Linked DNA regions of Neogale vison: region 1 is linked to region 2. Evidence: chromatin contacts called from public Hi-C data. All regions are on one chromosome and are shown on one strand. Each heading gives the region's core, a stretch centred on a gene start, on an enhancer-like site or on the middle of the called end of the contact. The rest is flanking DNA. Distances are from core to core; before and after follow the strand shown.

What was found. Hi-C and Micro-C count contacts between places; a contact is called where the count stands out from the background.
Region 1: a contact with region 2 is called in a Hi-C map of fibroblasts, with 10 times the contacts expected there. The contact joins the promoter of TOB1 here to the enhancer-like site in region 2. A contact is called at or near these places in 3 of 3 Hi-C or Micro-C datasets (fibroblasts, muscle and tongue).

What each region holds. Positions count from the first base shown.
Region 1 is chr5:45,072,819-45,077,205 of ASM_NN_V1, forward strand. It overlaps TOB1 (protein Tob1), which reads left to right and starts at 1,260. Exons shown (of 2, transcript XM_044248670.1): 1 at 1,260-1,524; 2 at 3,443-4,387. The coding sequence starts at 3,588.
Region 2 is chr5:45,004,236-45,008,503 of ASM_NN_V1, forward strand. No RefSeq gene overlaps it. Among named protein-coding and RNA genes, the nearest start is that of TOB1, 68 kb to the right of the region's middle. Within about 2 kb of position 2,221, the one cell type or tissue checked has open chromatin away from gene starts, as enhancers often do. A contact at or near this core is called in fibroblasts, where this site is marked.

The sequences.
Region 1 (4,387 bases), core at 10-2,509, 68 kb after region 2:
CGCGTTTGACGTCGGTCTCCTGGATACCAGACAGCCAATCGCCTAGCTGCTACGGGAGAAGCGCGACCAATCAGGCGTCGTTGCTACCTGTGAGCAATATTTTTAGCAGAGAGGGACGCTCGGTTCCACGCCCATGCAACTTCGTGTCTTTCTCCGCCGCAGGTTGTGGGAAGGGGCGCTTACCGGCCTCCCTTGAGTCCCTCTCGTTCCGCGCTCCCTATTTACCCGCTCATAGTTCAACCGAAGAGCATCCTAAACGCACCTTACAGGAAGGCACCGTGTATATTGTGTGTATTGATGGTAAAGGACACTTGAAATACACGCATGTATATATACACTTAGATACGTACGCAATTTGGCACGGAGGCCTAGGCTAGGACATTGGGAACAAAACGTGGTTCTTCTTACAGTCTCAGGCCACACCCACGTCCAAGTTGCTGCCGGGTCGCACGGGGAGGTTGTGATGTGGGATGCGGAGGCAGTTAAACTGTCACCCAGGCGGGAGGTGTGGCCAGGTGGAGTCCCTTCCCCACCCCCAGCCTAGCACGGCCGCTTTGGGTTCTGCTGTTGCCAATCTCTGGGTGGCAGTTGGCCTAGGCCCCGGAGGTGATTAATATTCAATTAACCGGGTGCACGAGTCCCTGTCACACAGTTCGCCCTTTCTCTCGGCTCTCCCGGGTGCACTGGAGGCCGATTTGGTAGCTCGTCCACGAGTGGGATTTTCCTGGGCCACAGTCCCACTCGGGTAGGGCATTTTTTGTAAACTGTCCCCTCCCTCTCGAGGCCTCGGGCTCTTCTCCCCGCCGCTCCGCCACCTGCCTCTCTCCCCTCCCCCCTTCTCTCTGGGGCTCTCCTCCAAGACCAAGCGTCAGGCGCCCCACCCACCACCGTCGCCCTCACTGGCACTTCTCTCCTCCAGTCCCTTTCCTAGTTTTCTCTTAGTCCCGCCCACAGTGCCTCCAGGACGTCGGTTCATTGGCCGTTAGGGAGCCCGAGAGGTGTGGCCTTACGTACGGGGCCCTCCACCGCCCGTCGGGACATGGGCAGGCGGGACCTGACCAATGGCGTCGAGGGGCAGGGCAGGGGCGGAGCCGCCGCGGAGGGTCTGGGGTGAGGGGCGGGAGGGCGGGGAATGGTTACGCGGCCCCGAGCTGTGTGACGCGAGGCGGGCGCGCGCGCACCCCTACGGGAGGGGATGGGGGCGGGGAGGAGACTATAAAACGAGAGGCGGGGCGCGCGCCGCGGCAGAAGGAGCGAAGCTCTGGCCCGGCGCGCAGTGGTCGTAGTACGGGGATGCTGGGCCGGGCACCGGGCTGTGTGGAGAAGTGAGCGCGCTCGCCTGACCTGTCCCCGTCACCCCGAGCCCCAGGGGGCGAGTTCCCGAGGCCCGCGCCGAGGCCCCTGTCCTCCGCCCGGCGACGCCGTCTTGCATTCAGCCTGCTGGCCGCTGCCGATCCTCCCGAGCCCCCGCCCTGCCGCCCCTTCTCCCCCGCCCCGCGGCCGGCTCTGTGGTGGAAGCAGCCCGTAAGTATCGAGGGGCGGCGGGCGGGGTCCGGGGACCGAGGGGCTCCGGCGGCGTTGAGCCCCGGGCCCTCGGGGACGGCGGATTCGCGGCCCGGGCGCAGAGAGGAGCGGCTCCGAGGGGAGCGGCTCCGAGGGGCCCCAGTGCGCCCGGGACCTGGAGGCGGGGCCGGCAGGCGCGTCGGGCTCGGCCGGGGCCGGGAGGGTAAACGGGGAAGGGCTGCCTTGGCCGAGCTGACCGGGAACCGGGGGTCGGGGCGCCGGGGAGGAGCGGCGAGCTCGAGGGAGACCGCGGGGTCCGCGGGGCTGGTGGCCGCCGGGACCGAAAAGGGTGCGGGGGAGCCGGTGCTCCCCGGGCTCTGGCCGGGTCCCAGGAGCCTCGGGCGGGGGGCGGGAGCGGGAGCGGCGGGTCAGGTTACGGCGGGGGGAGGGGAGCGGCGGGCGCCCCGACCTGCCCGGTGCCCGGCCCCGAGTAGTTGCTTTGCCATTTCTCGTGGCCTTCCTCCTCCTCCTCCTCCTCCTTTTTGGAGGAGACTTGTACTCTCCTCTCCGTCTCCTCCTCCTCCTCCGCCTCCTCCTCCTCCTCCTCCTCTCGCTGCTGCTGCTCCAGCGCTTGGGCTCCGAGGGCTGTGAGCAGAAATCTAATGAGACCCAACTGGCTGTTTATGTAATTCTTCACACTCCTGTCTTAAGGCGTTGCTTTGAAACTACCTTCGGCGGAGCCTGAATTTCGCTCGGTTGCACCGTCAAGCGTTTTGGCTTAATCAGCTGCCTCTGCCGGCGCTCAGGCTTCGAGCTTGCAAAGTGTAGTTTGAGGGCAGCCAGGGATCCTTTTCCCTTTGTCACCACGAATATGGAAAATGAAACAGATGGATTAATACCAACTTGATTTTTAAAACGTCCTTGTAAATCAACCTCAGTGTACAAATAGATCCCTTTTGCAAATATCTTCTGTTTGCCCTTGATCTTTTCTTATCCCCACCCAGTGCTGATCCAGCAAACGTTTAAAGGTCGACCTTATCGTACAAGCCTCTCCGGCGGTCCTCTTATCGTGAAGGAGGGAGGTGGTTTTGAAAATCAGAATAGAACTCAGAAACCCTGGCCTTTAAAGAGAAGAATCAATAGAGTTTTGAAATTAATTGTTGCCTTTGTTACATTTGCTGCCAAAGAGGTATTTTCTGATTTTGAAAAATAATAGACACTGAAAAGAAGAGAGAAGCTCGATTATTACATTGTATGCCCTTACATGTGTATTTAAGACGGCAGCTATGTAGGATAATTTGGTTCATAATTATCCTTCACTAGGATGGCAATTCATTTAGCATTTAGTATTTTTAATTTTAGCATCATGTACTTCGGAAATTAATTTTCCTAACTTCTCCAGTGTCTGAAGGTTTAATGATAGAGCAGATCTAGGGAGCATATATACAGGATGAACTGAAATACAGAATTCACTCCTAAATTAGTGAATAGGAATATGATCGCTTTCTAAAGCTGGTATAAATGTGTGTGGAGGTAGGTGGATCGGTGTGCGGAGTAGAGTTTCCAATAAATATTCTTTTGAGAACAGAGGGAATAAACACACTGCATATGCTGTAGATATATAGATACAGATATATATCTATATCTATCTATATATATATATTTTAGAGTTGTATTCAGAAAAAAAGAAGTAAATAATAGGATTTTAAATACATTGTTTTAGCTGTAAATCTCAAATTGTCCTGTGAGATTTTGGAACTTTAATAAACAATTTTCTATTGTATGTTCCTTTATTTTGTGCTGATTATATTTTTCTGACTTTCAGCCTATTAGACTTTTTTCAAAAGTAAAATTACTCTGGGGGTAAGAAGAAGTTGTGGGACTTAGATTTCTCTTATTTGGACATGTTTGTTTTTGTTTTGTTTTGTTTTTCTTTAAGGAGCAAGACCACTGAAGGTGAAGGATAAACTACAAAGTACCAGCACTTTGAATGAAAATCTGTTTCTCTGCCACAAACTGAACACTTTTGTGTGCGTGTGTGGGGGGAAGTTGAAACACAAATCTCACTTTGTGGCATAGCAGCTATGCAGCTTGAAATCCAAGTAGCACTAAATTTTATTATTTCATATTTGTACAATAAGCTTCCCAGGAGACGTGTCAACATTTTTGGTGAAGAGCTTGAAAGACTTCTTAAGAAGAAATATGAAGGGCACTGGTATCCTGAAAAGCCATACAAAGGATCAGGGTTTAGATGTATACACATAGGGGAGAAAGTGGACCCAGTGATTGAACAAGCATCCAAAGAGAGTGGTTTGGACATTGATGATGTTCGTGGCAATCTGCCACAGGATCTTAGTGTTTGGATCGACCCATTTGAGGTTTCCTACCAAATTGGTGAAAAGGGACCAGTGAAGGTGCTTTATGTGGATGATAATAATGAAAATGGATGTGAGTTGGATAAGGAGATCAAAAACAGCTTTAACCCAGAGGCCCAGGTTTTTATGCCCATCAGTGACCCAGCCTCATCAGTGTCCAGCTCTCCGTCGCCTCCCTTTGGTCACTCTGCTGCTGTAAGCCCTACCTTCATGCCCCGGTCCACTCAGCCTTTAACCTTTACCACTGCCACTTTTGCTGCCACCAAGTTCGGCTCTACCAAAATGAAGAATAGTGGCCGCAGCAACAAGGTTGCACGTACTTCTCCTATCAACCTCGGCTTGAATGTGAATGACCTCTTGAAGCAGAAAGCCATCTCTTCCTCAATGCACTCTCTGTACGGGCTCGGCCTGGGCAGCCAGCAGCAGCCCCAGCAGCAGCAGCCCTCCCAGCCGCCACCGCCGCCGCCGCCACCGCAGCCGCAGCCGCAGCAGAAAGCCTCCGCTCTTTC
Region 2 (4,268 bases), core at 971-3,470:
GGATCCTGGACAAGGATCACTTTCCTTAGCTATCAAGGCTGTTGTGAGGCAGGGATGATGACTCTTGGACCAGGGCTGCTCACCAAGGGTACAGTCAACCCCGGGGGCAGGTAACTCTGCTGTGTGGTCGGGGCCGTGCTGTGGGGTATTTAGCAGCGTCCGTGATGTCTACCCACTAGATGCCAGTAGCTCAGGCACACACCCCAGTTGCGACAACCAGAAATGGCTCCTGGCGTTGCCAAATGTCTCAGGAGCAGAGCCGGCCCCCCTGGAGAGCAACTGTCTGACAGGGTACGTGGGTCCAGAGGCTGGAGGACAGGCCCACGTTTGAATCTGGATGCTCTGCTTTTCCTGCAGCCTCAGTCTCCTTTGAAAATCTCTCTACCAGGGGCGCCTGGGTGGCTCAGTTGGTTAAGCATCTGCCTCGGGCTCAGGTCATGGTCCGGGGTCCCGGAATCGAGTCCCGCCTCGGGCTCCCTGCTCAGCAGGGAGCCTGCTCGTCCTCTGTCAGCAGCTCCTCCTGCTTGTGCTCTCTCTCTGGTGCTCAAGTAAATAAATAGAGGTGGGGTGAGTGTGAGAGAGGGACCTGAGGGCAGCGCAGTTGCAGGGGGAGGTACCAGCTGGGTGGCCCCGACCCTGCATGGCTGGCTGCCCAGAGGCGGGCAGGCGGCTGTGCCAGGCCAGTGTGCGTGGCCTCACTCACCACCTTGCAGATGGGTCACCCTGAGTCACAGCCACTGGATGTGACCCGGAGTTGTCTCATTCCAGAAGGTGTCTGCTGTGGCCGAATGACCATGTCACTTACCCAGGTAGACCGGCCCCAAAGGCCCTCGGATGGGACCAATGCCTTCAGGAGGGGGCCTTTGGTTCTGGGTTCTAGAATGTGATGATGGAGGCCACGGTAGAGAAGCTTCTAGACTCCAGGAACTTCCACTCCCCCTGCTCTGTAGCATGTGGTAAAGACACCTGGAATGCAACACCCAACGGTAGCTCACATTCCAGCTCTCTGGCCTTGGTTTTTCTGAACAGAGGCCTGAGACTGAAAAAGGGCCTGTGATCATTGACGTGCACTGAGCATGTCCTGTATGACAGGGTCTTTGTGTCCCTCCTGTCACAGAATTCATGCAATGCTCCATGAAGTAGGCGCTTTGATTACTATCCTTGTTTTACAGCCGAGGAAGCTGAGCTCAGAGAAGTTAAGTAACTTGCGCAAGGTCACACAGCGAGTAAGCAGAGGGGGCTGGGCGCATACCCAGCTCCGACCCAGCCGCATGGTTGAGGACAGCGGTTGCATAGGTGAGAGCCCAGCTGACTGGGTAGTGGCCGTGAGTATCAAGGATGGGAAGAGGGACGGCAGAGTGAGGAGGGGCGGGACCTGGCTCCCAGTCCAGTGTGGGCAGGAGTGGAAGATGACTCGCAGGTTTGGAGCCCCAGGGACTGGGAGGGTGGCAGTGCTATTAATAGACACAGGGAAGGCAGGAGGAGGGGCCGGTTTAGGGCTAGATGATCGTGCATTCTTAGAAGCTGATTTGCTAACAGCGGGACATTTAGGGCGAGATCCAGTGCAATGAGGAAAATTCAGCACATACAAAAATACCGCCAAACGCCAGCAACCCCCTTACCAAAACTGAACCACCAGAGTCCCCAGCCCTGTGCTGAGGCGGCCGAGCCTGGGTCTGCGGTAGCCTTGTCCGAGGCCCAAGTTCAAGTCTCACACTGACCGCTGGGGGTCACCCCTGGCGCACAAAGCACGGTGCTGCTGGGGCGGGCCTGTAATAGGGTCCATCTAGGGGAACATCGCAGGCTGCCCCTGGCCAGGAAGGCAGAGGTTTCCTCTTGTTTTAGGGGTGGGGGGGGCACACAAGACACTGAGCTGCTCCTCCTCCCCAGGCTCCCACACATGTGGCAACACCATTTCACCGGAATTTCTGTTAACAGCCCCCCTACCCCCACCCCTCCCCCACCCCACCCCCACCCCCAGCAAGTTCCGCTGACCTTAGAACCATAGGAGGGGAGGCAACAGAGCCCCCTTCCCCGAGCAAGCCTCGAGTGCCGGCTCTCAGGGTCCAGTCCCGAGGGATACCTTGTCCAGGGCGCTGGGGGCCAGCGACCTCAGGCAGTGGAGCCCATCGGGAGCAGGAGCCCAGCTGTTCCCAATCGCATAGCTCCCCTGACATTTGCGTCAGCAGCTCTGCCCTTTGACCTTTAATTCCCGGGAGTGGAGGGTGGAGGCAGCTTTGGTGATCAGGACTAATTATTTGCAATTCGATTCAACTAGCAGTTTATTGGGGTTTGGCCTGGCTGCCTACCTTCCAGACGGCCTCCCACACCCCCAGGTTTACGGCCTTGGCCTCCTTGGGAAGCTGGGAAGAACAGAAGGCCGAGCCGGTCCACCTGGGAGCCACCCGGGGTTCTTCTGGTCTCCCCCTCCTGGGAGCAGCCTGTGGGCAGTGACGCTTATAAAAGTGCTTTGAGACCCCCCCCCCAACGATAGAGGAGGTGTCCCATGCACACGGCCAGCTCGGCTAGGTGTCCCCTTGGGCCAGCCTCCACTCCGGTCCGGGCTTGTTGGGACACGTCCCAGGGTGGGTTGGCCAGGCCAGGAGAGCGCTGGCCTTGCAGCTGTCCTGTTAGTGGGTGCAGGGCTAGGAAGGGAAGGGAGCGGGGCTCCCCAGGTCCCGGGGCTACTGTCGGTATCCAGTATCCCTCTATATTTGTCCTCTTGGAGAGGCAGGCGGCCAACCGGACCCATGACGTCTTCTCCCGGGGCCTGGGCTATTTTGGAGTCAGCCTTGGGGGGATGGGGAGGAGGGTGGGGTGGGTTTAAGGGAACATTTCCTCCTGGCTCCAGGTCAGAGAAGAGGCGGAGGTTGTGTGGCATGGAGAACCGGTCCTGAGACCTTTCTCAGAATTCCCTGTGCAGCTACAGAGATGGTCCTGGGCTCAGCTTCCTGGGGTTGCCGGGCTCTGGGGCCTCGCGAGGGCTGTCGGGGCAGGAACCCCAGCCTCTTCTCCCCGTGGCTTTTTCCAGCCGTTTCAGACATCCTCCCTCAGTTAAGAAACAACTTTCTCCATGCCAGGTCTCACCTAGGAGCAGAGCTAGGTCGGTGGCTCCCAACTGTCCTGTTTCTCAGCGCACCAACATTTCCAGAAAAAAACTTAGGACCAGACGTGGTCACCAGGTCCATATGTTGCTGAGTTAAGGACAATAAAAGGAAATGTCAGAGGAAAGGTCTTTTTGAACACGCGCACGCGTGTGCTCACACACACCATTGAACACAGCACAAGTGAAAGGGCCGCATTTCACATCGTGGGTCTCCCTCTGTGAAAACCTCACTGCATTGTCCTTGTCTTTCTCACTTTGCCACGGGTGGATGAGAACATGACAACCCTGTCGATGGGCTCATATTCCAAGAAGGACGGGTCCCTTGCAGTCCCTGCCTGGGCCCAAGGCCTGGGGCAGCAAAGGACCCCCTCTATATCCTCTCCCACTCTCTCGTGGAGCAGCAACCCCCAGCCCCAGTATTTGCAGGAGGGGAGGCTGGGGAGCAGTGTGGTCACTGTGCCAGTTTCTGGAGCAGCAGGGCCCTGGAGACGTCAGCCCGCCGTTGCCGCACTGCTTTGAACCGGACTTGGACAGGGGCTCAGAGCCCACGTCCTGGCCTGTGATCTGAGACGAGTCGCTGAAGCTCCCCCTCGAGCTTCCATTTCTTGTTCTGTAAAGTGGGTATATTGGCTCCTCATCACAAGGCCAGTGGGATGAAGTGAGAGAGTGTGAAAGTATTTTGTGGCCTATAAAGCTTGGGCAGGGGCGGTTATTATTATACGAGAAACTAGTAAATGGCTGAAGAAAGGGCACCCCGAGAGCTGATCTCAGCTTCTGGGTGCAAAGACAGTGCTCGCATCCACCCCCAGGTCTGTGATCTTGGGGCCCCTCCAGCCCCACAAAGGAGCCAAGCAAGCCTGATCCCCGTGAGTCAAGGCAGCCTGGACTGCCTGACATAGGGCCCGGCCCCTGGCCTGTGCTCAAAGGGGCTGCCCTTTGCAAAGGCTTCTGTTTACTTGTGGTGGCCCCCGCATGGTTACAGATGTCCGTCACCCCCTAAATTGGAGAGAAGTCCGTGGAGGGCCTCCCCAGGAAGGAGGCCCTCTGGGGAGGACTAGGGAGCATTGGGACTGAGGACTCAGAGAAAGCCCAACACCTAAGCTTCAAGGCATCCTGGTGTAGATCTAGTGGACGCCCCCTGGCCCACTGCCCGTTTCTGGGA